Linked DNA regions of Mus musculus: regions 2, 3, 4, 5, 6 and 7 are each linked to region 1. Evidence: chromatin contacts called from public HiCAR-type and promoter capture Hi-C data. All regions are on one chromosome and are shown on one strand. Each heading gives the region's core, a stretch centred on a gene start, on an enhancer-like site or on the middle of the called end of the contact. The rest is flanking DNA. Distances are from core to core; before and after follow the strand shown.

Region 1 (4,014 bases), core at 387-2,886:
CGTATCTCCTCCTCCCATCTATTCCCTGGGTTCCTTTCTGAATTACCTATCCAAATATATAAAGCAGTGCATTTTACTGCATAGGGAGAATGTTGATGATGCCAACAATGGCTCTCTTGTTTGACCTCACTGGAGCCTTGGGTAAGAGGTGAGTCAGAGCAACCAGGAGTCAGAAACATCTTGATTGTTTGCCAGGATGAGGTAGGGGTGAAAGTTGGTCCCGGCAGGGGTGGTTTTTTTGTTGTTGTTTGTTTGTTTTAACTTTTTCTTTTTTTTCTTTTTCTTTCTTTCTTTTTTTTTTTTTTTTTTTTTTTGGTTACAGTAGCTGACTCCTACCCATTCCCCGCCTACTACCCACCCCAGGAGCCTCTACTGATCAAGGACATTTTCAGTACTTGCCACCAAGTAGCTTAGCAACTTCAAAGTTGTAGTGGTTTTGGGAAGTTAGTGGAGTGAAGCTCTCCCACTTGATAGGAGATGAAAGAGAGAATAATTGTGCAGGACCTGTGGGGAGACAATACAAAGGTTTGAGGATTTGAAGGAGATGGAAGCTGGCTATGAAGCTCAGGGAACTAGTAAGGCAAGGACGGCAGTAGACAAGGGGATCAGGTTCTTCAACTTGAAGTCGGAGGCCTTTTTCTTGGGGACACGAGGAATGGCACTTCAGAGCCACTTCTGGTGAACTGGTTCTGTCAAGCGCTGCTAGTCTCAGCTGCTTTCAGATGGTCCTAGTTGGGCGCGTTTTGGATCCACAGTGCTCCGCTTTGCTCCGCAGTGGCGCTGGTGGTGGGATAGCCTACTCTCAGCTGGGTGCGGTTAGGTTCGGTTGGGATCGACTGGGCGCCATTGGTCTCGGCAGCGCTTGGCTGAACGCCGATGCGTTCGACTTCGTTTGTCTGGGCTCGGCTAGGTGTGGCTCTGTGCCGCAGGCCACCGCTGGCTGCGTTCAGATAGGTTCAGCTGTGCGCTGCTGGGCTCGGCTGCATTCGGCTGTGATCCGACTAGGTTCGGCGGTGCCCGCTGGGCTCGGCTACGTTCGGCTACACTCGGCTGTGATCCGACTAGGTTCGGTGGTGCACGGCTGGGCTCGGCTGCGTTCGGCTTTGCACCGACTAGCTTCGGCTGTTCGCCTCTGGGCTCGGCTGCGTTCGGCTGTGTCAGGCTGTGATCAGACTAGGTTCGGTGGTGAGCGGCTGGGCTCGGCTGCGTTCGGCTGTGAGCCGACTAGGTTCGGTAGTGCGCTGCTGGGCTCGGCTGTGTTCGGCTAGGTTCGGCTGTGCACCTCTGGGTTCTGCTACGTTCGGCTGGAAGCCTCTGGGCTCGATTGTGTTTGGCTGTGCACCGCTGGGTTCGGCTAAGTTCGGCTGTGCATTGCTGGGCTTGGCTGAACGCTACTGGGCTCCGCTAAGTTTAGCAGGAGCCTCTGGGCTCCATTGGGCTCGGCTTCATTCGGCTAGGTTTGGTTGTGTGCCTACTAGGTTCGGCTGGGCGCCTCTGAGCGCCATTGTATTCCGCTGTGCGTTGCCGGGCTCTGCTGTGTCCGGCTAGGTTCGGCTGTGCACCTCTGGGCTCTGCTAGGTTTGGCTGGGAGCCTCTGGACTCGATTGTGTTTGGCTGTGTACCGCTAGGTTCCGCTAAGTTCGGCTAAGTTCAGCTAGGTTCGGCTGAATGCCACTTGGCTCGGCTAAGTTTGGCTGGGGCCTCTGGGCTCGATTGGGTTCGGCTGAGCATCACGGGGCTCGATTGGGTTCAGCTGAGCATCACTGGGCTCCATTGGGTTCGGCTGGGAGTTTGCTGGAGCCTGGGGCACCGCTGGGCGAGCCGGCGCTTCTAGCCTGCACTCTCAGTGGGCGTGGAAGGCGGAGCGCCCCCTAGCGAAACTGCGTCCCCAAACAGTGAGCAAATAGGCTCGCGCTCGAGCCTCGGAGGCTACCGGAGCACCGGAACTCGGCTGGGCGCCGCAGCAGCCAGCCTCAGGCGCCGGCGGTGACGCCGTCTTAACGCGACCGCGCGCTGACCAGCCCCGGTCTCCACGTCTCAGGTTTCGCAGAGACGCATGGGAGGGGAGCAGTTGGAGGTTTATCAAGATGGCGGAAGCGGAGGACTCTCCGGGAGAACAGGAGGCAGCGGCATCCAAGCCCCTGGTGAGTTAAGAGGACAGTGGCAGAAGGGACTGAGGGCGAGGCAGAGCTCCCGGGAAGCGAGTCGGGAAGGCTTCGGGATCAGAGAGCCAGAGCTTCTTGGCTTTGCAGGCCCTTGGCGTCTACAACCAGCTGACACTACACCTGGTCTTTGAGTTAGCTGCATCTCCCTTCCATTCGCTGGCCTTCTGTGCCTTTCTGAGACTCTCCGCTGTCTGTCCACACTCTAGGGGTTCTTTGACAGTGAGTTAAATGCCGAGCTTGGAGTGGTTTCTGAAGTATCCTCTATCGCTGTCATTTATCACGACTTGTCACCAGTCATTGTGAAGTACTACACAAGTAATGAAACTGCTTCTCACAGGACGTTGTCGTTTTATTGGTTGTAACCGGAACCTTTACTTGCCCGGTGGGTGACTCAAAGCAGCTAATTATTATTTGCAGGTGCTTGCTATCCCCTTCATGACACATATGTCACTAAGAGCCACCAATACTGCTTTAAGAACACTGGCTTCACAGTTAACCCCATGTGAGCTAGAGTGCATTCGCACTGAAGCTTTTGTGAGTTTGAGCATTTCGTTTCAGTGAAGGGTGTTTTTGACTCTTAAACTGAAAAGAAGGTACCTGCCTTTAAAATGGCATAACTTCTATGAAGTGCCTAATACAGTCATGAGTGGAGGAGTATAAGGAAGTCGTTGTTACGCCCTGTCGTTCTTCTTCCCAAACAGTATTTGCTTATATACTGTTTGCTCAGTAACTGCTTTCATTTCTTTTGTTTTAAATTGGCAGCGTAACAGAGAACTGAACTGAGAGGCAAGGGAACTTGGTTCAAGTCCCAGCTCTTCTGCTTACTAGCTCTATTTGTTCATCTCTTCAGCAAAAATATTTCTCGAGCATCTAGAGTGTTCCAGGCAGTCTTTTAGGCACCAGGAATGAAACTGTAAAGGAGGATATTGAATCTGGGGCTGGAGCTCAGCGGGAAAGAGAGTGCATTACATACGTAAGACCCTTTCGGTCCAATCTCCAGCACTGAAGGGATAAGGTCATTTGGGCCATCTTATGGATCAGTTGTGACCCTGAGTAAAGTCTCTCTAAACCCAAGTTTAGACGTTCGGAAAATGATGAAGCTCACCACAGAATAGTGAAAATATGTAAACTAATGCAAACATTATGCCTCCTGCCACATAGTTACAGGTTACCTAGCTGTTCTTAGTTTCCCTTTACTCCAGACTGTTCCCCGTTCTGTAATGCCTGTGATGTGTTTAAGTACGTGTGCAAGTTTGTACGCATGCACGCATGCATGTGTAGACAGGGCTTACTGTGTTAACTAGGAGTGTTTAGGAATTAGTTGTATTGCCCAATGTCTGTTGAGCTACTTTTAGTTACTACGCAAAACCTTAAATAGCCAGGCCCAACTCTAGAAAATGGTGATGTTTCTGAGACATTTTGCAGTTGTAAGCTTAATTTTCTTTCCCCCAATCTTTTCTCAGTTTGCAGGGTTGTCTGATGTGTCAATTTCTCAGGACATTCCCATAGAAGGGGAGATTACCATCCCCTCCAGAGCTCGTGCTCAAGAACATGACAGCTCCACACTGAATGAATCCATTCGTCGGACCATTGTAAGTTAGACGAGTTGAGAGACCACTTCAGTGTTATGGGAGCGAATAGGCACTAATACTTTGAAATACTTTTGTTTGGTTCTTTGATTTTTTTTTAAATATATTTCTTCTACTGAAATGTAAGAGTCCCCCTATGACTGAGTTGTTAGTGTTCTTGGCAAACAGGGGCCTTCATGGTGCTTTGATCAGCACAGGACATGGAGTTATTTTTGTTTTTCAGATGCGAGATCTAAAAGCTGTGGGAAGGAAATTTATGC
Region 2 (4,014 bases), core at 690-3,189, 3.0 Mb before region 1:
TCTGGTAGTGATGAGCTAAACTGGTTGATTTGCATACCTTACCCCATGACCTACTTAGGAAGCCCTCCTAGAAAAAGAGAATGAGCAATGCAACCTTTCGCACATACCTCCTGAGCCAGGTATTTGAGGGGAAGGTTAGAACATTTTGTCTTCCTCTCTGAGATAAGATTCACAAACCTGGGTTGGGAGAGACATAAGTGGCATAGTCCAAAAAACTGTTTTACTCAAAATTCCTTATGAAGTACCTTTCTACTGACTTCCCCATTCTTATGCTTGGTGTCAGCCAGAGCAGGGATAGTCCCTACCCACCCCAACATTTACTAAGGGAAACAACACAGACAAATAAGACACTTCTGGTCTTGGCAAATTTGGTCTAGAATAATCATGACATATGTAGAACACAATATGCTGTAGATGTCAGAATAAATGACTACATGAAATAATATGGGGAACACAGATAAGTGACAGAAACAGAGGACAAAGGGAGAGACATCCAAACAGATTGAACAAGGCTTTGTCACATGAGAAAACTCAGTAGTAGCCCTCCCCCCAACATGTATGAAATATTCTGAATTTCATACCTCCTACACATTCTAGAAGGGAAGGAAGAACAGAAGAGAAAAAACTTTCTGGAAAAGGGAAAGAGGGTTGTGTGGACAAGACATACCTGTGAACAAGACATAGTCATGGCCACGTTAAAAAAACAAAAACAAAAACAAAACTCAGAGGTTGATTCACCCACAAAGGCCCATCCGTGGCTTTTTGTTTCAGGTAGTACCCGAATCCATGTTTACCAGTTCCCAAAGCCAACACCCCAGTCTTACCCTGTGCAGGTCTTACCTGACCAATGCCATGCCATAGAGCAGTCTAAGTTCATCAGTGCCCAAGGTACCGGCTGCATCGATGAGCTTGCATCTTACCAGGTCAGCAGTAGAAGCCACTGCCAGGGGCAGTTCGTTGCCTAACCTAAAGGGCCACAGCACCATCATAAAAATCAGTACATTGTTCTATCCTCTACCAGAGAAGCTTGGTCGTTGTACTATACACCCCCCACCCCCCCCCTACATACTGAAAAGTGCACGGAGATACAAAACCCTGTGGAAAAGACGGGGTCAAGTCCCCGGGATCCAACAATAATAAAGGAATTGAGAAGCTGGCTGGGGTGAACAGGACATCAACAGTTGTGTGGACACAGTCCGTTTTCTCCCCGCTCAAATTATTTAGGTATGGGAACCCCAAATCTCTATATCCCGCCCCCATCAAACGAACTGAGCCTTCTCAATCCTGAATCTAACCTAAACGGTGACAGTCCAATCCCTAACTGGAACCAGAAAGCCACCCTAACATATCAACCTACTCTTTTAGTCCCGGGCTCAGGTTCCCTCTATTTTGGACATAAAACTTAAACCTCACAGACACAAAAATATTATTGGAACGTACGCCCTGTTTTCCTTCGACGAGTACAGGAGCATGGCTGCAACTTTTCCCCAGGCACTTAGGAGAGAGGCACCATAAGGCAATTTCAGGGAAGGCTATAGAAGATGTGGCCGTAGGGGAATTCGACCAAGGAAGGAGTGAGGCACCACCAGCGCCCAGGCAGGAGGGTTGACCCGGCCGCCTTACCTGCTCCTCCATACTGTAATTCGGTTCAGCGCATACTGCTGCAACTTGTGATCATCGCAGAACAGATAAACCGTCACTTGCTCCCACTCAGCCCTGCTGAGCCAAGAGACGACGATACCCCTGGCACTCGGCGACTCAGGCTGGTTCTCTTTGAAGGACTGCCCGTCCCACGCACGCCACACGCGATCCATGCCCTGGGAGCCAAGAGCAGGTCTCCGCCCGGATTCCCAACCTCAACTGAAGTGCGCAGCATGCTGCGCTACACACTGCCCTTGCTCCAAACGGCACACCATTAGCCAATTGGAGAATATGACCCCGACGTCAGCCCGCCTCTCAACGTGACTGTAGCCAATAGGAACGTGGGACACAGGTCTGACGTGCGGAATTCTGGCACCGCTCGCTGCCGGAAGCGTTCATTCACAAAGCCGCCTACCCAGAAACACAGTCCTTTCAGCTTCTAGGTTCCCATAATTTCCTGTCTTGTTGAGCGTCGTCTGTCCCAGCGTGTATGGACTTTAAGGAGAAAAACAAAAACAAAACAAAACAAAGCTTTGCGCCCCTTGGCGGTCTACGGAAGAATTGCTCTCGATTACAGTACTTAGGGTGCTTTCAAGGTTCTTTTTTTTTTTTTTTTTTTTTTGGTTTTTGGCTTTAAGATTTGGTAGAACAAAATCGGCTTTCTTGACAAGTACTGAGTAAATTAATAGCAGCATGTTAGGAGGAAGGAAAGAGAACAGTGTGAGAAGGGTCAGAACCAGTAAAAGATGATAATAGGGGCAGGAAGTTAATATGAGCAAAGTACATGCGTGAAAATGTCATAACGGAACCCACTATCTTATATGTTAAATAGCGGTAAGAGCACTGACTGCTCTTCCGAAGGTCCTGAGTCCAAATCCCAGCAACCACATGGTGGCTCACAACCATCTGTAATGGGATCTGATGTCCTCTTCTGGGGCGTCTGAAGACAGCTACAGTGTACTTATTTATAATAATAGTAAATAAATCTTTGGGCCGAACTGAGCAGGGACTGAGAGAGCAGGGCTGACCTGGGGGAGCAGGGACTGAGCTCGCGGAGTTGATTGGAGCAAGCGAGGTCTAGAGGAGCAAGCAGGTTGACTGGAGCGAGCACAGGTCCTAAATTCAATTCCGAACAATCAGATGAAGGCTCACAACTATATGTACAGCTACAGTGTGTACTCATATACATAAAATAAATAAATAAATAAATAAATAAATAAATAAATAAATCTTTTTTAAAATAAAAGCATTACTAAGAAATATGTAAGCTGATAGATGCCCGTTGCACAGTGATTTAAGGCCTGAATGACTGGAATTAGAATTATCTTGAGAGTATAGAATCAGGGTTCTAGTCTTACCTTTCCTTTGCCACTATCAATGTGACCTTGGACAAGTCTCTGCCCCTTTCCTGAGGTTATTAGTCTAGACTCCAGTTATCTACCACATCCCTGTGCAAATGCTTTCAGTTAATACTCTTTCCCTTGCTTTCATATGACTCCCCATAACACTCATGAATGACTTTCATGTTTATCTCCCACTACAAAGCCATCTATTGTGTTGTTCTTTAAGTATTCTCCCTATGACGATAGCCTAAATAAAATAATTCTTCTAGTTGACCTGTGCATTTTGTCATTTTACTGAAGTTGGTTTTGTCTTTATTAATTTACCAGTGAGGACACTGAAGCTCAGCCCTGTGGCCTCGTATGGGACTGCTAAGAAAGGAGGTAAATGAGCCAGAGGTGGTTCCATTGTTCAAATGGCAGAAGACTGGAGTGCAGATCACCTGTTAACTCCAGTGCCACAGACACCAAACACCAATGGCTTCATCTGGCACCTGGATTCATATAACATACCCCAACACAAATACATATAATTAAAAACTCTAAAGAATTAAGAAAACATGTTTTCTTAAGTTATGTGTAACTCTAAGGCTAGTCTCAGTTTAAAATTCTCAGATACGGAGCTGTGTTCTCCCTGTTTACACTACTTAAGACCATGAGAACTATAAAAACAAGAGACCCCAGTGTTTAATACACTATCCCCAACAGTTATCCCCACTATGTTTCATATTTATCAGATGGTTCCTAAACAAAGGCATTACTGTGGTGTTTCTTGGATTTTCTTTTTGATATCAAGGTTTAGTTTATGTGTCTGAGTGTTTGTTTGCATATATATCTGGGTACCAAGTGTGTGCTGGTGCCCACGGCTGTTCCTGCCTCTCTTAATCTCTGCCTCTGCCTGTGCATTTCTTTTTTGTTTTGGTTTGGTTTTGTCTTTGTTTTTTTTTCTTTTTTTCAAAAACAATTTTTATTAGATATTTTCTTCATTTACATTTCAAATGCAATCCCGAAAGTTCCCTATACCCTCCCCACG
Region 3 (4,014 bases), core at 502-3,001, 2.8 Mb before region 1:
CTGCAGTGGACTTATTTTAGGTATTTATTTTAGTGCCAAGATCTTTTAGGCTCTAGGTGAACATGAATGAAGAAATCAGTGAGTTCCTTTAAATTTGGGAGGTTGAATTGGGTGGAGGGTCCATGGGCCATGGCAGTATCAAGGATTGATTGGCTACCATGTCTACTCCTGCTACTGAAGTCTTCTGAAAGGTGCTATTTTTCCTTGAGGCAAATACTTGGGTTTTGACAGAGAACGTTCTTTTTCCCCCCCCCACCTGTCAATGAACTGCGGTATCAGTGACAGAAATAGAGGCATGTTGGCTCATGAGTGTAAATGCAAGACTTTATACAACCTTTATGTTGTAGGCTACTGAATAGGCTACTTCTTTCTCCTCTTTTTGTAATGTTTGGATGGGAAAGAACCTTGGAAACCCTGTAGTTTGGTCATTGTTAAGGAAGGGGAAACTCAATACTAGAGGGGGGAAGGGAATTACCCAAGAAAGTGCAGAGGACACAGGCTGAGTTCATGATGAAACAATGATCTGAAGCCTGGTGAGTGTTGAGGTGTCCTTTCCACTATTCTGTGTTTGACTCTCCATCACTGAGGTATATGGTAATTTACTTCATGAAAGACACACAACCCATGCTCCTGCACAGTTGCCAGAACTGGAGGGCATATATCACCCGAGAGTCTTATACTCTTATCAAAAAGTGAATGTCTGCCTGGTATTGTCTGAGCACTAAGGTGGTAGAAACAGGAGGACTGGGAATGCAAGTCAACTGGCTGCTGTTAGTGCGCTGTGTCAAAGCAAGTGAATGTATAGAACCGGTGTCAGACATCTGCAATCTAGTTGAGGTAGTAGGATTATGAGTTCAAGACAAACCTAAGCCAGTGTCTTAGAACTGAGAGTTCAAGACAAACCTAAGCTAAATAATGAGTTTAGAGCCAGCTCTGGTGACAGACAAAACAAATCCAAAATGTTGGGGAAGGACTAAGGAAAAGACCAAGACACTGATGTGAGGAGAGTGGGAATTGGAGGACTGAAAGTGAACATAGAAGACAGATAATTGGAAAAGGATCCCAGTTCTGGAGAAAATGAAATAAATAAATAATAAACAAACAAACAAACAAACAAACAAATAAATACAAGGTCGAAGGAAATGTCACAGGTTAAATGAGTCCTCTAGAAGGGAGTGAACTGTTGAGGAGGAGCTGAAGTTTAGCCCAGAAGTTTCCTGAGGAGTAGCAGAACTCTCAGGAGCTGCTATGGACAGCAGAGGATTTGTTGTGGTCCCAGGGAACTTAGGTGTGGCATGATTGGAGGTCACAGAGAAAAAGAGGAGTTCAAATGTCCACAAGCGGGAACTTTCTAACCAACAAGGCTTCCTAGAGAGGGAACTCAGCAGTTCTACTAGGCAACGGGTTCCCAACATTGGTAACTCATGGTTCAGGGCTGAAAAGCATCTGCTAGGGTGTGGCCCCCCAGTCAAGCTCTGGCTCAGACTGGGGGCGGAGTCAGATGGTCGAAACTTGGAGGGAGGGGGGCAGTGAGGAAAGGTGGGAGGGGGCAGAGTGGGCACTAGTGGGGAGTGGGAGTCCTTGGGGAGTTTTGGCCCCGAGCCTGGCCCCCCACGTGGCCAGAGTAGCCTCTCTGGGCTGGGCCGGGCTGGGCGGGGCGATGCCCGAAGCCGCGGGCAGGCTGGCGGGAGGGCGGGGAGAGGCGCGGAAGCCCGGCCACATAAAGGAGCGAGCAGCGCAACGGGGGCGGCTCTTTCCTGGGTGGGGTTTGTAAAGTCGTGGCCCGTTAGCAGGAAGCGGAGCAGTCGCCCAACGCTAGAGTGGGACCCAATCTGAGCACCCGGTTCTCCGGAGTCCTTGCCGAAGTGTACTGCGCGCTCAGAGCAGCCCGACAGTTTCCAGCCAAACTTCACCAACTCCTCTGCCCTTGCCGCCACCATGCCGAAGACGGTGAGTGCCGACAACTAGCGCGGTCGGCCCTGGGGGCTCCAAGCTTGACCCTTGCCACTTTATGGCTTCGGGCTTGGTTGCTCACAGGCCTGCCGGGGATGCTGGGCTGTCCACTAAGGCCCTAGGAAGGAGAAGATAGTGGAGCCCTAATTTGAGCGCTCTAGAGGGTGACAGGGTGTACAAACTAGAAGTGTGGATAAGGAGGAGCCAGCCTTTCTCGGGTTCCAGTTCCCCGCCTCTGGGATGAGACAGTGGAAACTCTTTGAGGGACTGGATCAATCCCCTATTCTAAAGGGTCGTTGGGAACTGGGGAAACGACTTTACTTTTGAGAACATTTCCCCGGCCCAGGAATTGGCGCCTTTCTGTAGCAAAGCTATCACTGTCTCAGAAGAGCCCCCAAGCTTACAGAGAAGCGGGGAGGAGAGAGGAAGTTGCCCAGGGCGGATCCCGCACACCCATCCACCTTTCCCATAACCGCCCCTCTTCTACCCCACTTCTGCTCTGTCCCCTTCCACCGCGTCTTAGCCCCAACTGCTTTCCCCAGGGAAATGAAGATTTGTGAAGGGTCTCATCAACTGGGTTACTTTACCCAGGGGTACAAACACTTCATTAGGCACAAGTCTGTGGAGGGGCCCACACAACCCACTGGAAGACAGGGCAGGTTTCTCTTCCTCTATTAAATCCCTGTCAGACATAGTGCCTCTCTATCCCCTCAGGACCGTTTTGTGAGGTATAGGTTTTCTCCTGTGGGGGCCACACCTATCTAGTGTGGTGGTTGATTTGAGATCTGGTCTCCACCCCACTGGCTGTTGCTCGCAGAAGCCTCCAGGGAGTGAGGCCTAGGGGGGCCGGATGCCCAGTAGGGAGGGGTGGGGGAGGGGTATGTGCTTGACTAATGAGCTCTGCTTGCTTTTGTGCAAGTCACGCCAGGTCCTTGCTCATGAAGGCCCTATGACCACCGTGAATTATGTTTCTTAGGTAATGGGGCTTGCTGGGCTCCCATGTTGTATATTGCTAGCCTACCCATCTCTCTAGTACTGCCTGAGCCTGGTAGAACTGAGACAGTGACTAGGATGCTGGAGAAGGGATGAGGGTGCCTCGGAAGAGAGGAGAGTGAATAGATACAGGAGGTCTTTGTGTCTATATTGAAGTTTCCTTGCTACCCTTACTGTATTCTAGCTACACTGCCTAATCGTCCTTGCCTTCTCAGAACTCTGTTCTTAAGAAATACCAAGGTGGGGTTTTTTTTTGGGGGGGTTCTTTTCTTTTTTTTATTTTTTATTTTTTGAGAGAGTCTCCTGGTCTTATATAAAAGTATACTTTGTGAAAGTATATACATATGTGAAATTACAATTTGCTCCCCTCCTCCACTGCCCTCCTGTCGCCTCCTTCACCCCAAGACTTCCGTTCGGCAGGCAGGTTTCCTTCCTCCCCTCAGTTGTCTTCCCTTCTGTTTTCTTATCACATGTATTCCATTTCGGGGCTTTTTACTTGGGCAGGATCTTACCCTATAACCTAGGCTGGCATGGGACTCCCGATGTAATGTAGGTGGCTTTCAGATTTTTTTTTTTTTTTTTTTTGCCAGTCTTCCTGCTTCAGCCTCCACAGTGCTGAGATTACAGGCTTGAGCCATCATGCCTGGCTTGTTCATTTGTTTTGATAGAGGGTTTGATTCTAGCCAAGGCTGGTTTGAACTCACATTGTAGCCTGAGATATACTTAAAAACTCTTTTGGAAGTAGTTCTTCTCAAGTGCAGGGATTGTAGCCACCACTAAACCCGGCTTCCACTCCTTCTGTACCGTGTACTCAACCATTTCTAAATTATGAAAGATACGAAATAGTAGTGTAAAATCAGATTTCTTCGTTTGTGTTAGAGAAAGTCAGTTTCGCTGTTAAAGCTAATTTGTTCTAGCAGGCAGCCTACTTTAAATATGTTGAAATACACCTTTTTTGGACTGTCTCTGGTTGCTAGTTCCCAAAGTCTGGTCTTTGATGTTTTTCAAGACAAGGTCCTATACTGTTGTAGCAGAGGTTGGTCTCCAGCTCCTAGCCATCTCAACAGA
Region 4 (4,014 bases), core at 514-3,013, 2.8 Mb before region 1:
TGTTGATATTGTTGCGTAGGCTGAAAAGTTTTCACTGGCTTCAGTGAATTGGTGGATGAGCTTGTAAGTTTAGAGGGCATAACAACAACACAATTTTAGAAAGGTTATCTCAAGCTATGGATTGACCAAAACTAGTAAGTTGGATGTTCTGTATTGTCTAACAAGCTTCCACCCACCCTTTATGTTTGACCTAAGTCCTTTTCCAAAAGTAATCCTGGCTTTCCAAGGTAGTATGACACTCTGCTGGAGGATTTTTGAGACTCTTCCTTTTCTCCAGGCCTATGTGATTAACTTTATGCAGCCAAGAGTTGAGCTGAGCTGCAAGATGAGGTGTGGGTACGAGCAGGTTGTCTGAGAGTTAGGAACAACCTGTTTAGGCACGGGAAGCTGGAATTCCTCTTAGAAGCCCAGTGAGGCTCCTGTTGCACTGAAGAATGGTGCGTTCAGTCAGGCATCACTGAAGGTTGACATCTGACTTCTGACTTCTGACCTTGGATCAGCTGGGAGGACCTCCCTAAACATGGAATGTTCAGCCACATTCTTCACTATATTTATAGGCTAGGAAGGGAAAACAGAGGGGAGCCAGGGAACGAGCTGATTAGCGAGAAGTGAAGACATTAGCAGTGAGTAGGGCTGTGGCACTCCTTCACAACTCTAAATTTGTTTGGTTGCTGCTCTTACAGATTGGAAGTCATTTTCTTTTCCTAAGTTGGGTAATGCCACTCTAGGCCCATTAACTCACTGCTGTCATAGCAGAAATGCCAGTGTTGGTATTTAGGATTACTGTATGAGACTTGTGTGACACTTTTGAAAACACAATTTTCCTGTGTTTTTGTATCTTCTGGTTCACTGATCAAGGAAGGACACTGGCATTGTCCTTCCACTGGCATTGTCTTACAATCTTGAAATGTAAAAGAAGTTGGCCTTTTACCCCATAAAATAAATTTATTTATTTATTTATTTATTTATTTATTCTGGAAGCAATGTGATCTGTCATCCTCTGTCTTTAGGTATGTATCCTTCACTGTATCAGGTGATCTCAAGATTATCTAGTCACTCTTCCTGTCCGTCCCTCTGTGAAACTCGGAGATTTACTTCAGATTATTTAGCCTGTTGAGGCAGAGAACTCTGGCTCCCTCTCCAGTCAATCAGATCCTCCTCCACCGAGGGGAAGTGTGGTAATGACATTATCTTTCCCTAGGCAGCCACGTGTTCTCTGAGAACAGGATGTGGGGAGGGCTGGGGCCCAGTCACAGGGTGTAGGGGATGGCCCTGGAAAGTGGGCTGGCATGTAGCCACGAAGGTTGATGTGGGCTTCCTTGGCTTTGAGATACTTTGAGATTCATTAAAAGCCCCTATACTCATTCACAAATGTTCACTCATGTGTATACCTTACTCCTACCTATGACATGGCTGCATTCTTAACCCAAGAAAAATATACTGGTGAAACACCTGTGTATATGAGGTCCTGATGTTTGGCCTGCAGTTCAGTGGATCGGCCAGGTCTGCTAACTGTACTAGCCCATTCCTAATTGTTCCTGTCAGGCTAGCAAGGTGAGGTTGAATAGCTTAGCCCTAGTAGACATTGGGGATGCCTCCCTGCTCTTTCTCATGGCCCTAGTTCATTTCCGACCCTCAGATGGCTCCTTAGTACATTGGGGGTGATTTGCATGTTTAGTTTCTTTTTAGGCCTCATCTTCCCCCTGCCCCCACAGCTTCTGCTTGGTATGTCTGGAGATGTACTGCTGAGGGTGGGGAAAAGAGGATGTAGCTAGCTTCCTGTTCAAAGGAGGGTGGGGCTGCCGCCTTCCTGCTTGTCTGCCCGCCCCCCTCCCCCAGCTGTCAGTCACCCGGCACTTAACTGCCTAAAGGGTTCAGCTCGGAATGACCCGAGGCTGAAGGAATATGCAGGCATATTAAAAAGGGGATTTACTCACTTTAGCTCCTCTTTTCAATGAGGATAGATGGACCCTCTGAAAACACCTTCGGAAGCCAGCTAGTTTGACCCCCGTATTTCAGGCCGAGAGACAAAGGGTCCAGAGAATACTATAAGGAATTTATGGCAGAGCTAAGATGAGTAGAATTCTAGGAGACCAGACTGGAACTCTCCATTTCCCCATGTTATTCTAGAGGGTTTCAAACTGGCCAAGCTGTCTGGTGAGCTATAGCACCCTATGTGAGAGCTTATGGCTAGAGGCCACTAGATTACTTGGATAAAGTTAAATGATAACTGTCAAAATAACTTGTAACTAAAAGAAATTGCGAAGAGCAAATAATAGTCAGTGTACTGGTAGCTTTGAAAACCCATACTGTAGTTTTACCTCTGAATTTGCATTAGATGCTTTTTTGTCCTCCTGAGAAATGTATGTAGCCCAAACTAGTCTTGAACAGTCTGCTGTAGTATGGTGCTGGGATATTACAATTGTCTCCATAAAGCCTAACTAAGCAAATTGCTTTTCCCTCAGTGACCCTCCCATTTCTTCTTTCATGAAGAGTTGCATCTCTGCTTTACTTTTGATGTTTGTTCTTTGTCCCTTAGTTCTCAGAGAATCCAAGAAGGGGAGGTTGGTGTTTAAGGTCTGCTCATTGCCAGAAAATTCCCCTGAGAATGAGTAAGTGTGGAATGCTTATGAGGCAGAGAACTCAGGAAGACTCTTGACAGAGGCCTTAAATTAGAGCATTTTGATCAATATGTTTTGGCTGCTGAGTTATCTGTACCTCCCACTGTCTGGTTCTTAACTAGATGGAAAGATGGTTGAATACTCTGGACAATAGCTCAAAGGTTTGGCACAATTTTCTGTTTAGGCTTTCAAAATCTCCTCCTCCTGCCTGTAGCACCTGTTCTGTCACATCTTATCTTCAAGGTCCCTGAATGAAGATTTCCGAGCCAGAAAACATCTTGGACATCTAGGTTACTGATCCTGTGCTCTGATGTCACCAGCATCTGTGCCAGAGTATGTTTCTTTAAGCTCAGGTAGTGAGTATCTCAGGGTATTTGTTGAAATACAGATTCCCAAGCCTCTTCTCTGGAGAATATATTATAGTAATCTTGCGTTGGCAACTAGGAATCTGGGTTGTTGACTAATGTCAGAAATGGTGTTTGCAATCAGTTAAGGGCACCATCTCATCAGTACCAAACAACATGTTTGCTACACTGGCATTGCTATGCTCACTTTATTAAGGGCTTTTGGCTCATTGTTGGTAGAGCTAGATCTTGTATTGATGTTTTTAGGATATTATTCCATGCTCTCCCTGCTATTGAGATACTACTTTAGTTTATGGGTATAGGTAGTGGTGCTTCTTGGTAGGGAAGAATAGGCATTATTGTCATCATACTTTATAAACAAGGATACTAGAAAATAGAGGGATGTAGTGGCTATAGAAAGACTATGGCATCCTTGATCTCTGTGGTGGATGTGGGTTATATGTTTAATCTTGGAGAGCTTTTCCTAAACCACTTGCTCAATGTCTTCTAGTTAACCTGTGCTTTCTGTGTTTCCCTCAATCAGATAGTTTCCAAGCCATTTTATCATCATGAGGTTTACAAACTCGGAAGGGCCTTGAAAAGTAGTTCTTACTTTCTGATGGCCAGTCCCCTTCTGACCCAAGAAGCCAGAATCTGTGTGGATCGGCAAGGGACTCTTCTAAAAATTTACCTCAGGTGATAGATTGTATTGAGTCATTTTGAGGCCTATTGTATGATCTTTGTGATACCAGCTGTGAGAATTTGGGAGTCTTGGTAAGTTTTACTGAGTGGTAAGGGTTAGTAATAAAAGACTGCAGGAAAAAATAGTCAGGCAGAGTTCAGAACAAGGAAGGAAGACATGACAGCCTTTGAAGAGAATAAAACACTGTAACTGCTCTGCTGTGTTCACTCATCCTTTATGATTCTGTTTTTTTTTTTTTTTTGAGGAAAATTTCTCATCTCTCCTAAGAGAGAGAACATTTAAAAATGCTGTGCCAGGCTTTGTGGTGCATGTATGTAATTCCAGCATCAGGGGTGTGAAGGGCAGG
Region 5 (4,014 bases), core at 545-3,044, 2.6 Mb after region 1:
CTGTCTGTAGTTGGCAGTTCCAGGGTATCTGACAGTGGCAAGCCAAGGCATATAGAATAAAGAGTGCGAGAGCTTTCTGTACAGTGGTGGCGCACGCACACCTTTAATCCCAGCACTCAGGAGGCAGAGGCAGGTGGATTTCTGAGTTCGAGGCCAGCCTGGTCTATAAAGTGAGTTCCAGGACAGCCAGGGCTGTGATAGCTTCCTGTTCTTCCTGAATCCAGTTTCTACTACTCAACATCAAGCAGCTCCAACTCCAGAGGCAGTCAACAGTTCTGGCCTCTGTGAACAACTGCACTTCAGTGCATATACCCGTGCACAGACACATACAGATCATTTCAAAAATAAATCTTAAAAAAAGAAAATGTCCCCATGTATATACTAAAGAGAGGTGATCAAATATAATCGCACGACTGAACTTGTTGGCAGAGACCTATAATTTCAGTTAGTTGGGAAGCAAAGAATGGAAAATTCAAGGCCTGGCCCAGGAAACTTAAGTGGGACTCTGCCTCAGAACAAACTAAACATGAACAAGCAAACAGGCACAAAAAATGCAAAGTAGGAACTCTGAACAGATCCTCGGTTTGGCCACAGTGAAGATGCTCCAATTCAAACAAGTCTGTGTGCCACCATGGTGATCTGAAACATGAAATATGTCCTCAGGATGGGGCTCCGGGGTTGGTGGCAGATATGTTACCTACAGAGGCACCTCACTGGTTCAATATGTCTATTTACACAAATATATAGAGTACTTAAAAAACTTTTTTTTAAAGATAGGGTTTCCCCTAGTAGCCTGGAGCTTAACTATGTATACTATGCTGGTCTTACAGAGACAATTCTTTTTTTTTTTTTTTTTTTTTTTTTTTTTTAGTTATTTCGAGACAGGGTTTCTCTGTGTAGCCCTGGCTGTCCTGGAACTCACTTTGTAGACCAGGCTGGACTCAAACTCAGAAATCCGCCTGTCTCTGCCTCCCGAGTGCTGGGATTAAAGGCGTGCGCCACCACTGCCCGGTTCAGAGACACTTCTACCTCAGGTTTCCATTCCTGGCAAAATAAGGTTATTTTTTAAGTACAGGGAATTGAATCTATGTTGGCCAGTGAGCTGTATCCCAGCCTTGTATATTTCTGTCTCTCTTTCACTTTCTCTCCCCTCTTCAACCCCCCCCCCCTTCTCCCACTCGGTTTCTTTCTTCTCTCCATGCTTTTACACATTTACACACATATATACATACATACACACACACATATATATGCATATATGTGTATGTATATATATATATATATATATACATATATATATATATATATATAGTGCTGGGAATCATATGTGCGCTTAAAAAAACTATGAAAATGTTTAATGTTTGTGAATCTTGAAGTTTCGGTTGCTCATTTTACTAAGCTTAACATTTTACCATGGGAAAATGTAAATTCAAAATAAGTAAGTAGCAGTCGTCCCCCTATCACAATTCATAGTAATGTTCCTTTGGGGAACGGCACAAACCGGAAAAGACGGCTCAAATCATTATTGTGTAGTGTGTACTGTAGCCGGTGACGCGCGGTTTCCAGAGGTCGTAGGTCACGCCGCCTCAGATCTACTTTCTTATTGGAGAAAAATCTGCCGCTCTTACCATAGCAACCAGAACGGACCCGCGCAGTTGATGGGCGGGACTGGTTTGTTTGACCAATCACCTTCCAGTTATCCAGCCTGATCTTGGGCGGACCAATCAAACACATCAAAGGAAGTAGCCATCCCGACATCAAAGGATCACGTAGGACGGCCCATCCTTCCCCCCTTTTTTTCAACTTCCGGTAGCCTCTGGTTGGGTCAGGGAGCGCTGCAAGTCACCCGTGTGCGACTGACGTATTTTTTCTTTCCCGCCCATGGGCCCGGGGTGGGCTGGGCTGCTGCAGGACAAGGGTGGCGGTAGCCCTTCCGTCGTCATGTCCGACACAGACAGCGACGAAGAGTCGGCTGGTGGAGGCCCATTTTCTCTAACTGGGTTCCTGTTCGGCAACATCAATGGAGCAGGGCAGTTGGAAGGCGAAAGCGTCTTGGATGACGTGAGTCGTGGGCCTGGGGCGGCGGGTGCTGTGGCTAGGGAGAACTGGAGACAGCGCGAGAGGGCTCAACTCGGAGGAAGGACGAAGAGGAAAAGTCTTAAGTGTCAGTCACTGATGCTGAGGTGTTGGCTTCGAAGGTAACATTCTCCTTGCCTGGTAGGAAAGATAATAGTTAACTCTAGTAAGGTTATCAGAACCGCCACTGTGGAAGGCCTTCTTAAAGACCCTTGGAACTCTGCTTTTTCTGGCTTTTGCTGATCCTAATGGCTCCAAAGCCAGGACTACGGATGGAACGTGTGTTGTTCGGAACTGATCTGTATGGAATTTAGCAGATTTCCTATATAGTTCTTGAATGTGATGTTTCTTTGAGCAGCACTTCATGAAATAATTTCTCAGATGGATTTGTGACTTTGTTATGAGCAAGGGAAATATACTTGTGTAGGACCTTCAGGTTTAGTTGTTATTTTCGACCCTCATGCTGTCCCCTTTTCAGGAGTGCAAGAAGCATCTTGCGGGCTTGGGGGCTTTGGGTCTTGGCAGCCTGATCACTGAACTCACAGCAAATGAAGAATTGTCCGGGAGTGATGGTGCCCTGGTAAATGATGAAGGTAAAGTGTGGGCCATGGGGAGGACAGTGTGGGTGGGGGGAGGAGATTAGCCTGTTGTACGCTTTTCAGTGGGGATTTTCTAAGGAAGTGATAATTACTTGCTTTCTCTTGAGACGTCTCCCTTTTTATCCATAGGATGGATTAGGAGTAGAGAGGATGCTGTGGACTATTCTGACATCAACGAGGTGGCAGAAGATGAAAGTAGAAGATACCAGCAGACAATGGGAAGCTTGCAACCCCTTTGCCACACAGGTGATTCTCTCTCCGCCCCCCCCCCCCCTTCTTGTTTTCTAGCAATGGGTCTTTCAACATAGCCCTGCCTGACCTGGAACTCATTATGCATGCAAGATTGTCCCAAACTCATAGAGATGCATTTGCCTCTGTTTCCCAAGTGCTAGGATTAGACATGTTCCCCACTACGCTTGGTATTCTTTAATGTTGCAAAATTGGCAGTTTAGTACATTTTCTTCCTGAATAAGTCTGTTTTGGGCTCTGTCTTGTATATTTAATCTCTGCCATTGTTCTTGCCTGCCAATACATTTGCTCTGTATGCTGTTTCCACTGTCAATTCAGTGCCAAGTAGTAGGTATTCTCTTACCAAATTCAAGCTTTTATTTTTATAATGTTCGGTCTCAAATTGTTGATTAATGACAAGGGTGAAAATGATTTCTTGTCATCTCATATATTTTAGTGCCTGTAGATTTGATATAACTATTCTTATATGCTTTTCAAAGTTAAAGATGAAAACAAACCCACTCTTTGCCCTTAAGATTTTAAGATTAAGAAGGGTTATGTTTATAATCTCATGTCAATGAGCAAATGTATTTTGACTCAAATCATTCCCCTATTATACTTCTTTTTCTTCAAAACATAAGTATTTTCCCTGCTGTATTTTAGAATAACAGTCTCAGAATCGGAAGAGGTTTATTTGTTTGGCCTCTGCCTCTGGAGTGTTGGGATTAAAGTCTTGTATCACCACACTCTGCTTTTATTTTCTATTTTTGAAACTTTTAGGCCTCAAAATTGATTACGTAGCTGAGGTTTGTTTTGGAACTCCTTTGATATTCCTGCTTCTACCTATCAAGTTTTGGGATTATAGACATTCGTAACTTGGGAGAGATTTTTAAAATTTTTATTTATTATTTATTATATGTAAGTACAATGTAGCTGTCTTCAGACACTCCAGAATAGGGAGTCAGATCTCATTATAGATGGTTGTGAGCCACCATGTGGTTGCTGGGATTTGAACTCTGGACCTTCGGAAGAGTAGTCAGGTGCTCTTACCCACTGAGCCATCTCACCAGCCTGGGAGAGATTTTATTATTTCTTTTTTTGTTCACTTTTG
Region 6 (4,014 bases), core at 486-2,985, 2.5 Mb after region 1:
TGTCTGTGGACTACATGCATGTATTACCATCAGAAGCCAGAAGAGGGCGTCAGATCTCCTGGAAACTGGAGTCCCAGCCAGCCACCAATGGGAGCTGGGGTAGGTACCCTAGTCCTCTGGAAGAACAGTCAGCACTCTTTACTGCTGAGCCATCTCTCCAGTCCCCATTAAATCTTTTTTGAAAACAGAAAGGGTCATGGTTTAGAAAGTATTCACCTTTTAAATCATGTATACATATACATGTATGTGTAATTTTGTTGTTATTGTTTTGTGTTGAGACAGAGTCTTAGGTACTGGATACCTTGCTACTCACTGTGTAGTCCAGGGTGGCCTTCTGGGCAAGGAGGCTCCTTTTTCAGCCTCCTGAGTACAGAAGTTAAAGGCTTAATCATTTCTGTTTGATTGTGACAGTCATACGTAGTAAACAGCTGTCATAATTGGATAGTGGATATAGGAGATCAGTAGTAGGGCTGAAACTTCATACTGAAGGGCATTATCTGATCTTGATCCCCCCCATTTTCTTTTTTCATAATAATGTGCTATCTTATCTCAAAGAATTTGGGAACCATTGGGATAAATATACCCACTATAGTAAGTTGTAGCCATATGTTGATGCACACGCACACGCAAACGGGGTGGATTGGGTAGAATATAGCTAGTCTCTACTACTGTATTGAATGGTGCCACAGAACCTTCCCAACATTGTAAGAGGCTTATTAGACAGCACAGTTCCATATCATTGTATCCCCATACAAGGTATAGGTAATGCCTATTGAGATAATCTGCCATCAGGAGTATGAATTAATTACTGAGGATTAACTACTGGTGCCTATCTATTGAACCTTGTAATCCTTGGTTAACCGCCTGGGAGAGCTAGGCATTATGGAATAACGAAGGTTATTATTACCTGATAGGCCTCCTATGGGATAAAGAGTAGGTCTGATGTGAAGACCTCCAACATACTGGTTCAGGCACCGCCGACCAACCTGTTGAGTCTCTCTGCGATGGGAACCTTAGTCTGTTTGGCCTATCGGGTTCTCTGGTTACTATGGAAATGGTGCTAGTCACAGTTCTGGGTAATCACTGAGCTTAAAGTGTCAAAATCGTTTGCCCTCCTGCCTGTTTCTACAATCATGTCCATTTCAGTTACACTTCCCAAACATACCCAGCACTGAGAAAGGAAACTAAAACTGTATAGGGTGTCAGGGTAGACGCTTTGAGGAAGTGTGGAAAAAAAGAAACATGGCGGGGCACATTTTTTTTTTTCAGTAGCAAACGGCTAGCTCTACCACATAGAATACAATGACATTGTTAGTCTTAATTTTGCACAGGCGCAGTGCATAAATTCTCAGCACACGCCTACGTGCACATTTTCCCCCCTTTTCGCTCCGATCTTCCTCTCGCACAAGTTCTCTTCTCTCCTCCTCCCACCGCTAGGTTTTCAGTCCTTCCGTAGGGCCGGGTGAGCCTCTCCTTCCGACCCCCTACCTTCCACTGCTGGCTCCCCCTCCCCCTTCCTTTTCCGTCTTGTGCTCGGCGCCTCTAGTGCATGCGCATAAGCTACGAAGCCTCGCTCTTTGTCCCCATCTGTCGTTCACACGAACCCAAGGCTTTGACAGTCGGTAGCCAATAAACGTTAAGAAATGGCGGACTAATGAGACTTTCTCGGGAGATAAACTTTGACTGGCAGTTCACATAGCCAATCGGGAATCCAAAATTGACCCCCCCCCCCCTCGGGAGGTACCGAGCTCCGTCGGCTCGTTTCCGGCGGTCGCGCGCTCTTTTCTCGGGACGGTGGAGGCCGTGCAGCGTCGCCCATACTCCGAGCAAAGAACTGTGGCCAGAGGGTGAGTTTGGGGATGGCTCTTTGGTTGCTTAGGGATGCGGTGGGGCTTCCTGCGACACTCTGGAAAGGGAGGGGTTGGGGCGAGGCCGAGTTTGCACACGGGCTATGGGTTCCGAAGGCCCGGGAGGCCTTTCCCCCTCCGCACAAGGCCTTCGCAGCCCACCCATGGGGGCCAGAGCGCTCCCTGCTCCCCGCCGCGGGCATTAGCCAATGCTTTTCTTGCTTCCTTGCCCAGACTCTTTGTGCTGCTCACCCCCAATTTTAGTGGCCCTAAGTTGTTGGCTTCTTGAACGCCCTGGGCCACAGGGTGTGGGGTCTATTATACTAAGGCCCTGAAGTCGAGGTTAGAGGAGGAGGCGCTTTGCTTTGTCGGATGCTCCTCCCTAGCCTTTCAAGGCCATTAATTCCTAGAGGGCCTGTGGGGCCCCTGGAGCTATGGATTTTTTGTTGTTGTTGTTTTGTTATTTGAAACGAAAGTGGGAAGTTTGCTAGTTCAGACCCCTTGGCTTTTGGTGCTAAGTTCATGAAACACCCTCCACCCCACCCTTGCACGCGCGCGCGCGCGCGCCTTTTTTCCGAACCCCTTGCTCCTTAAGCTTTTCCTAGGCATTTGTAGGCATCGCTTTTCTAAATTAAAAAAAAATGTTGCTTTCTGTGGCATTACTTTCGAGTATTTTTCACTTTGCGGACGTCTTACTGTAAGCTGACACCTTTCTTTGTGTTTTTAACAGCAGTCGAGGTTAGTGAGGACTGCGAGGCAGACACTTTGCTGTGTTCAAATCCAAGTCAAGGTAGGTGCAGGAGGTAGGGTCATCAGGTAAAGTGCAGGATGCTTAACTAATACAGATTTTACAGATGAGAAATTAATTTGGGGGGCACTTTTCATGTTATTTAAGCTAAACCGTTTTTAGAATCTGAAACTAAAATGTGACTGAGTGGTGTGGGTTTTTTTTTTTGTTGTTGTTTTGTTTTTATAACCCCTAATTATGGCTGTTCTAATAGGGGTTAGTGCTTAAATTTATGTTTGTCCACTTCATTGTTTTTTAAATAAAAAGTCCTAAGAAACTCAGCCGCCTTTACCGTGATTGTATTCTACAGCTTTAACAGTCGCCCACCAGGCAACCATATCAGCCTAGCAAGTTCACACTGGATTTCTCTAGCAGTTTTTCATTTAGTAATTTGACTCTTCTAAAATTGAGAGGACCTTGATTTAGATTTCAGATACCTGTGATTAATATGGTCCTGAACATGTCTGCAGGTATATCACACACAGTAGCTATAGTCTCTTTCATTGTGGTTAATCTTAGGACGTGATAGGAGACAGAAATCCTAACTGCTGATCTCTGTAGTTAGGGTTTGGTAAGTTTATTTCTGCAAAATTATATTATTGCATTTAACATAGGAACATTTCTTTCATGCTTGGTACTTGCTGTGTATACAGTGGTAATTTAGATTCTTTGGGCAGTGCTAACCTTCCTTGGTAAATGGAAACTTATGGAGAAGACTACATGGAAGGGAAAGATTTTGAAATCTGTCACCATGGGGATTTTTATTCAAAAACAAATAAAATAAATTTGGTTGTTACACGTTATCCATGCACTCAGGAGGCAGAGGCAGGTGGATTTCTGAGTTCCAGGACAACCAAGGCTACACAGAGAAAGAGAGAAACCCTGTGTGTGGGGGGGGGGGGGAAGAAAGAAAGAAAACAAGTTCTCCATGGTCAGACATGGTGGCAGAGGCAGATGGACCTCTGAGAGTTAAAGGCCAACCTGGAGTACAGAGTTCCAGGACAGCTAAGGCTATGCTGCGAGATTGGGTCGAAAGGAAGGAAAAAAGAAAGAAAGAGAAAGATTCAATTGTTGGGTGTTTATACTTTTTCTATATTGACAAGTTAGGGAGAATCTGATGATGACATTCTGTTTAACAGTCCTGTTTCTTTTTCTTTCTTTTCTTTTTTCTTTTTTTTTTTTCCTCCCGAGACAGGGTTTCTCTGTGTAGCCCTGTCTGTCCTGGAACTCGCTCTATAGACTGGCCTTGAACTCAGAAATCCTGCCTCTGCCTCCCAAGTGCTGGGATCAAAGGTGTGCGCCACCACTGTCCAGCTTTTACATTCCTATTTCTTTTTTTTTAAAGATTTATTTATTTTTTTATGTATATGAATACACTGT
Region 7 (4,014 bases), core at 805-3,304, 2.3 Mb after region 1:
ATCACCCAGCTAATTTTTATTTTATTTGTTTGAGCATTTTGCCTCCATGTAAATCTACACAGTACATGTCATGCCCTGTGCCAGAGGAACTCAGAAGAAGGCATCAGAACCTCAGGCAGGGGACTTACATACTATTGTTAGCCATTATGTGAGTGCTTGGAAATGACCCTTGGTCCTCTGGAAGAACAGGCAGTGCTCCTAATCCCTGAGCCATCTCTGCAGCTCCTCTTTTTTTTAGATTATTTATTTATTGAGACAAGATCTCACTGTGTAGTCCTGGCTGTTCTGGAAGTCAAAGAGACTGCCGACTTCTGTCACAGGAGTGCCGGGTTAGTGCCCTTTGCCACTAAGTCTGAGAAAGAGTCGTTTGTACATTTTATTTATTTGTTTGTTTGTTCCATGCATGTACACGGTGCTCAGAGGAGAGTTTGCAAAAGTCAGTTCTCTGCTTTCATCATGTGAAACCGGAAGATTCTATCCTGGTAATCAGGTACAATGGCAAGCAAGCATCTTCTGCCTTCTGCCTGGCCCTATTGTGAAGGTTCATAAGTTGGAGTTCAGATATACAAAGCTTCATGATAGAAAATATCTGACAATTTGTATAACTACTATTCTGTGAAGATTCCTGTTTCTTCCTCCTCCTGCTCCTCCTCCCTTTTCCTTTTGATCCGGCCTGGAAGCTTTAGGAGGCAGATGGCTCACTGAGCTTTCTGTGAGTTCTAGGCCAGCGTGGGCTATATGGAAAGTTTTAGGCCACCTGCGATTACATGATGAGATGACCTTGTCTCAGAAAAGAGGTGTGTGTATGTGTGTGTGTGTGTCTATGTAATTTGGGCTGGAAGTAACTTGTTATCCTTTTGCCAATCTCCCGAGCTGTGGGAATTACAGGTGTGTGACACACATAATGTAAGTGTCAATGGATTTCTTTTTGAGACAGGGTATGTGTCAGTCACTGTTGCTCTGGATGACCTGCTTGCCCCACCACATCTGACTCTGATGACACGTTGGCATTTTTTTTTTTTTTTGGTTTGTTTTTTTCCTTCCAGAGCTGAGGACGGGTACCCAGGGTCTTGTATTTGCTAGGCAAGTGCTCTACCATTGAGGTAAATCCCCAAACCCTGTGGTTTTTTTTCTTTTGAGACAAGGGCGCTATGTAATTCTGGCTGTTCTGGAGCTCAGTGTGTAGACCAGGCTGGCCTTGAACTCAGATACTCCTGCTCCTGCCTCTCTAGTTGCTAGGACTAAAGGTGTTTGCCATCAATCTGGCTACTTTTTGTTTGTTTCTTTGGTTTTGTTGTTGTTGTTGTTGAGACAGGGTTACACAGTTCATACATGGACTTGGCTGTTCTGGAAGTCATTGTGTAAACCAGGCTGGCCTTGAATTCACAGAGATCTGCTTTCTTCTGCTGGGACTAAAGGTGTGCACCGCCAGGTTAAGGGTTAACAACAACAACAAAGGGTTAGGGGGTTGTGGTGCAGAGGGCCTGTAACCACCTGGAGAGATTATAAGCACTTCAGTTTTACAGTTGCTTTCTTTTTGTGTAAGGCAAGCACTTCACAGAGATCCGTCTGTCTCTGCCTCTGCAGGGGTTAAAGGCCTGCGCCTGGCTAGACCGGATCTTTTGTATCAGATCAGAGGTGCTTTCTTAAAACAATAGTAGTTTCTAATCTTTACAACTGTCCTTTGAAGGAAGTTTAGCATGCCCATTATCCAGATGTGAGAACCAAGAAACGAAGTGATCAGTAAAAGACGCAGTTATTAACTAAACTAAAAATTCCCGAGCACTTATTTTAGGCCAAGAACTGAGCGAGGCCACGGGAAGCCAGTTCCAGCGAGAGAGCTCAGCGCCGCGGCTGCCTTCCCTATTCCAGGTCTGCGCCTCCAGCCCCGGCCACGCCGGTGGATTTCTAGTGTGTGAAATTGACTTTCCCTCCTAGGGCCCAAAGCTCCCGGGCTGTGGGGCTCCGCCCCGCGCCGGCGAGGCCCCACCCACTCTGCAGTCAGTATTGTCCGACGGTACCCAGCGTCCCTCGGCAGTTTCCGGCAGTAATCGAGAGTTTCTAACGTGCCCCGCCTCCGCCACCCCCCTTCTCTCGGCCTCGGTCCTCTCTACCGCCGCCCGGCTCGCTGTCCCCGTGCTCCCTCCCGTCCTCGGCCCTCCGCCCCTTCCCTCCCCACCTCGCCTGGCCCTGCAGGCGCCTCAGGCGGTACGGGCTGGGCAAGATGGCGGCTTTCGGGATCTTGAGCTATGAACACCGACCCCTGAAGCGGCTGCGGCTGGGGCCTCCCGATGTGTACCCTCAAGATCCCAAACAGAAGGAGGTGCGTTCACAATTCCCGGTTCCCGCGGGGTCCGGGCAGGTGTTTCGTGAGGGAAGAGACACTGACAGTTGAGGGCAAGGGGGGATGAGGTTAGGTGAGAGAAAAAGTCCCAACAGGGGGAAGAGTAGAGTGGACTGGTGCCCTGCTGGAGAGTAGGGTCTGCCAGCAGTTCCGGTTGAGGAGCTCGTGGGTTCAGGAGCCATGCCAGAGGTGCCCCCCTCCACACTCACTCGGGCGCTCACACACAAACCTCAGAAAGTTGTTAGGGCCAGCTTGGTGAGGTGCCGGTAAGGGAAGAGTGATGTTGAGGTCGCTCTGGGGGATGTGGGAGTCTCATTGACTGTGGGGGTGAGGGTGGGGTCCAAATGAACATAAGGGCTGGGCTTTAAATAACAACCTCTTCTAGTCAGAATCCTCCTCCTCCTCCTCCTCCTCCTCCTCCCTGGCTCCCTTGTTACCTTTTCCTCTGCCCTCTCTTACAACCTCTTCTATAAGGTGAATGAGGGTGAGCTAAAAATGCTGTTTTTCTGCCTCAGGATGAACTGACGGCTTTGAATGTAAAACAAGGTTTCAATAACCAGCCTGCTGTCTCTGGGGACGAACATGGCAGTGCCAAGAACGTCAACTTCAATCCTGCCAAGGTGAGACAACCCTGCCAGGCTGAAGGAAAAGGCTGGAAGAATCTGAGGAGCAAAAGCTCCGGGTTGGGCAAACTGAAAGGGACAACCTAGGTGGCAGAGTTTATAACTCAGTGCTAGCACATTGGCATTTTCACAGTCTTCCTACCCTGAGGTCTACTTTTCCCCCTTTAGATCAGTTCCAACTTCAGCAGCATCATCGCAGAGAAGTTAAGGTGTAATACTCTCTCTGACACTGGTCGCAGGAAGTCCCTAATGAACCAGAAGGACAACTTCTGGCTGGTGACTGCAAGATCTCAGAGTGCTATTAACACCTGGTTCACTGACCTGGCTGGCACCAAACCACTCACACACCTAGCCAAAAAGGTGAAGTACTCTTTTCCTGTTCTTAAGGTCAAGGTGGGGAATGTGTCTACCTATATTCTAAGATGTAGCTATGTGGTGTCAGCTCCCTGGAGTAATTAGAGACATTGCTGTTTGTGATGCCCATCCAGGTCCCCATTTTCAGTAAAAAGGAAGAAGTATTTGGGTATTTGGCCAAATACACGGTGCCTGTGATGCGGGCTGCCTGGCTCATTAAGATGACTTGTGCCTACTATGCAGCAATGTCTGAGACTAAGGTTAAGAAGAAAAATACTGCTGACCCCTTCACTGGTAAGTAACTCTGTACACCTGGTATACCACTGATGGCTTCAAGGAGTGATGGAGCCTTAGAATAAATCTTCCTAGTCTATTCCTTGCTTCTGCATGAATCTTATGTGCACGAAATTGGTAAGCATGGAGTAATTTGAGTATCTGCTGTGTTCAGGTACTGGGCTGTAAAGATGACCAGCATATAATTTCTGCTCTTTAGATCTTAGTGGAGATGCTAAGGCATATGTAGCATAATTAAATATAGAAAGTGGTAAACATCAAAAGAGTAGACAGAAGGTTCTTTGAGACTTCAGTGGATGTAATGATTGCTTTAAGGAGGTGGCATTTGTCTACAGGCTAAGAGGATGAATAGAGCTTGGAACTCTGGTGATTGTGGGTGGAGGCAGGGGATAGAGTATT

Evidence for each region. Promoter capture Hi-C pulls out the DNA fragments that hold promoters and counts their contacts. HiCAR-type assays count read pairs that join an accessible place to other places.
Region 2: a promoter capture Hi-C map of pre-B cells shows a contact between it and region 1, with 6 times the contacts expected there. The contact joins the promoter of Las1l here to the promoter of Yipf6 in region 1. A contact is called at or near these places in 8 of 39 promoter capture datasets (the C10 cell line, cranial neural crest, erythroid cells and 4 more), 2 of 484 Hi-C or Micro-C datasets (CD4 T cells and liver), 3 of 115 datasets of contacts at active chromatin or transcription factors (astrocytes, cardiomyocytes and stem cell-derived neural progenitor cells) and 1 of 9 other capture datasets (liver).
Region 3: a promoter capture Hi-C map of pre-B cells shows a contact between it and region 1, with 5 times the contacts expected there. The contact joins the promoter of Msn here to the promoter of Yipf6 in region 1. A contact is called at or near these places in 8 of 39 promoter capture datasets (the 3T3-L1 cell line, cranial neural crest, erythroid cells and 3 more) and 2 of 115 datasets of contacts at active chromatin or transcription factors (astrocytes and large pre-B cells).
Region 4: a promoter capture Hi-C map of pre-B cells shows a contact between it and region 1. The contact joins the enhancer-like site here to the promoter of Yipf6 in region 1. A contact is called at or near these places in 3 of 39 promoter capture datasets (cranial neural crest, hippocampal neurons and pre-B cells), 1 of 484 Hi-C or Micro-C datasets (B cells) and 1 of 9 other capture datasets (liver).
Region 5: a contact with region 1 is called in a promoter capture Hi-C map of erythroid cells, with 28 times the contacts expected there. The contact joins the promoter of Taf1 here to the promoter of Yipf6 in region 1. A contact is called at or near these places in 3 of 39 promoter capture datasets (erythroid cells, liver and pre-B cells).
Region 6: a HiCAR-type map of astrocytes shows a contact between it and region 1, with 5 times the contacts expected there. The contact joins the promoter of Nono here to the promoter of Yipf6 in region 1. A contact is called at or near these places in 4 of 39 promoter capture datasets (the HPC-7 cell line, cranial neural crest, erythroid cells and 1 more) and 1 of 115 datasets of contacts at active chromatin or transcription factors (astrocytes).
Region 7: a contact with region 1 is called in a promoter capture Hi-C map of pre-B cells, with 2.4 times the contacts expected there. The contact joins the promoter of Med12 here to the promoter of Yipf6 in region 1. A contact is called at or near these places in 3 of 39 promoter capture datasets (erythroid cells, liver and pre-B cells) and 1 of 9 other capture datasets (liver).

Annotation. Positions count from the first base shown.
Region 1 is chrX:98,936,145-98,940,158 of GRCm38.p6, forward strand. Yipf6 (Yip1 domain family, member 6) reads left to right here and starts at 1,637. Exons shown (of 7, transcript NM_207633.2): 1 at 1,637-2,144; 2 at 3,629-3,757; 3 at 3,978-4,014. The coding sequence starts at 2,088.
Region 2 is chrX:95,955,035-95,959,048 of GRCm38.p6, forward strand. Las1l (LAS1-like (S. cerevisiae)) reads right to left here and starts at 1,940. Exons shown (of 13, transcript NM_152822.3): 1 at 1,624-1,940; 2 at 841-966; 3 at 108-177. The coding sequence starts at 1,814.
Region 3 is chrX:96,094,294-96,098,307 of GRCm38.p6, forward strand. Msn (moesin) reads left to right here and starts at 1,752. Exons shown (of 13, transcript NM_010833.2): 1 at 1,752-1,950. The coding sequence starts at 1,939.
Region 4 is chrX:96,129,133-96,133,146 of GRCm38.p6, forward strand. The region is part of intron 1 of Msn (moesin); the gene reads left to right. Among named protein-coding and RNA genes, the nearest start is that of Gm30427, 26 kb to the left of the region's middle. Within about 2 kb of position 1,764, at least 174 of the 459 cell types and tissues checked have an H3K27ac peak or open chromatin away from gene starts, as enhancers often do. A contact at or near this core is called in liver and pre-B cells, where this site is marked.
Region 5 is chrX:101,530,941-101,534,954 of GRCm38.p6, forward strand. It overlaps Taf1 (TATA-box binding protein associated factor 1), which reads left to right and starts at 1,795. Exons shown (of 39, transcript NM_001290729.1): 1 at 1,795-2,061; 2 at 2,555-2,669; 3 at 2,805-2,921. The coding sequence starts at 1,882.
Region 6 is chrX:101,427,916-101,431,929 of GRCm38.p6, forward strand. It overlaps Nono (non-POU-domain-containing, octamer binding protein), which reads left to right and starts at 1,736. Exons shown (of 12, transcript NM_023144.2): 1 at 1,736-1,847; 2 at 2,578-2,637.
Region 7 is chrX:101,272,037-101,276,050 of GRCm38.p6, forward strand. Med12 (mediator complex subunit 12) reads left to right here and starts at 2,055. Exons shown (of 45, transcript NM_021521.2): 1 at 2,055-2,323; 2 at 2,860-2,964; 3 at 3,136-3,327; 4 at 3,456-3,615. The coding sequence starts at 2,225.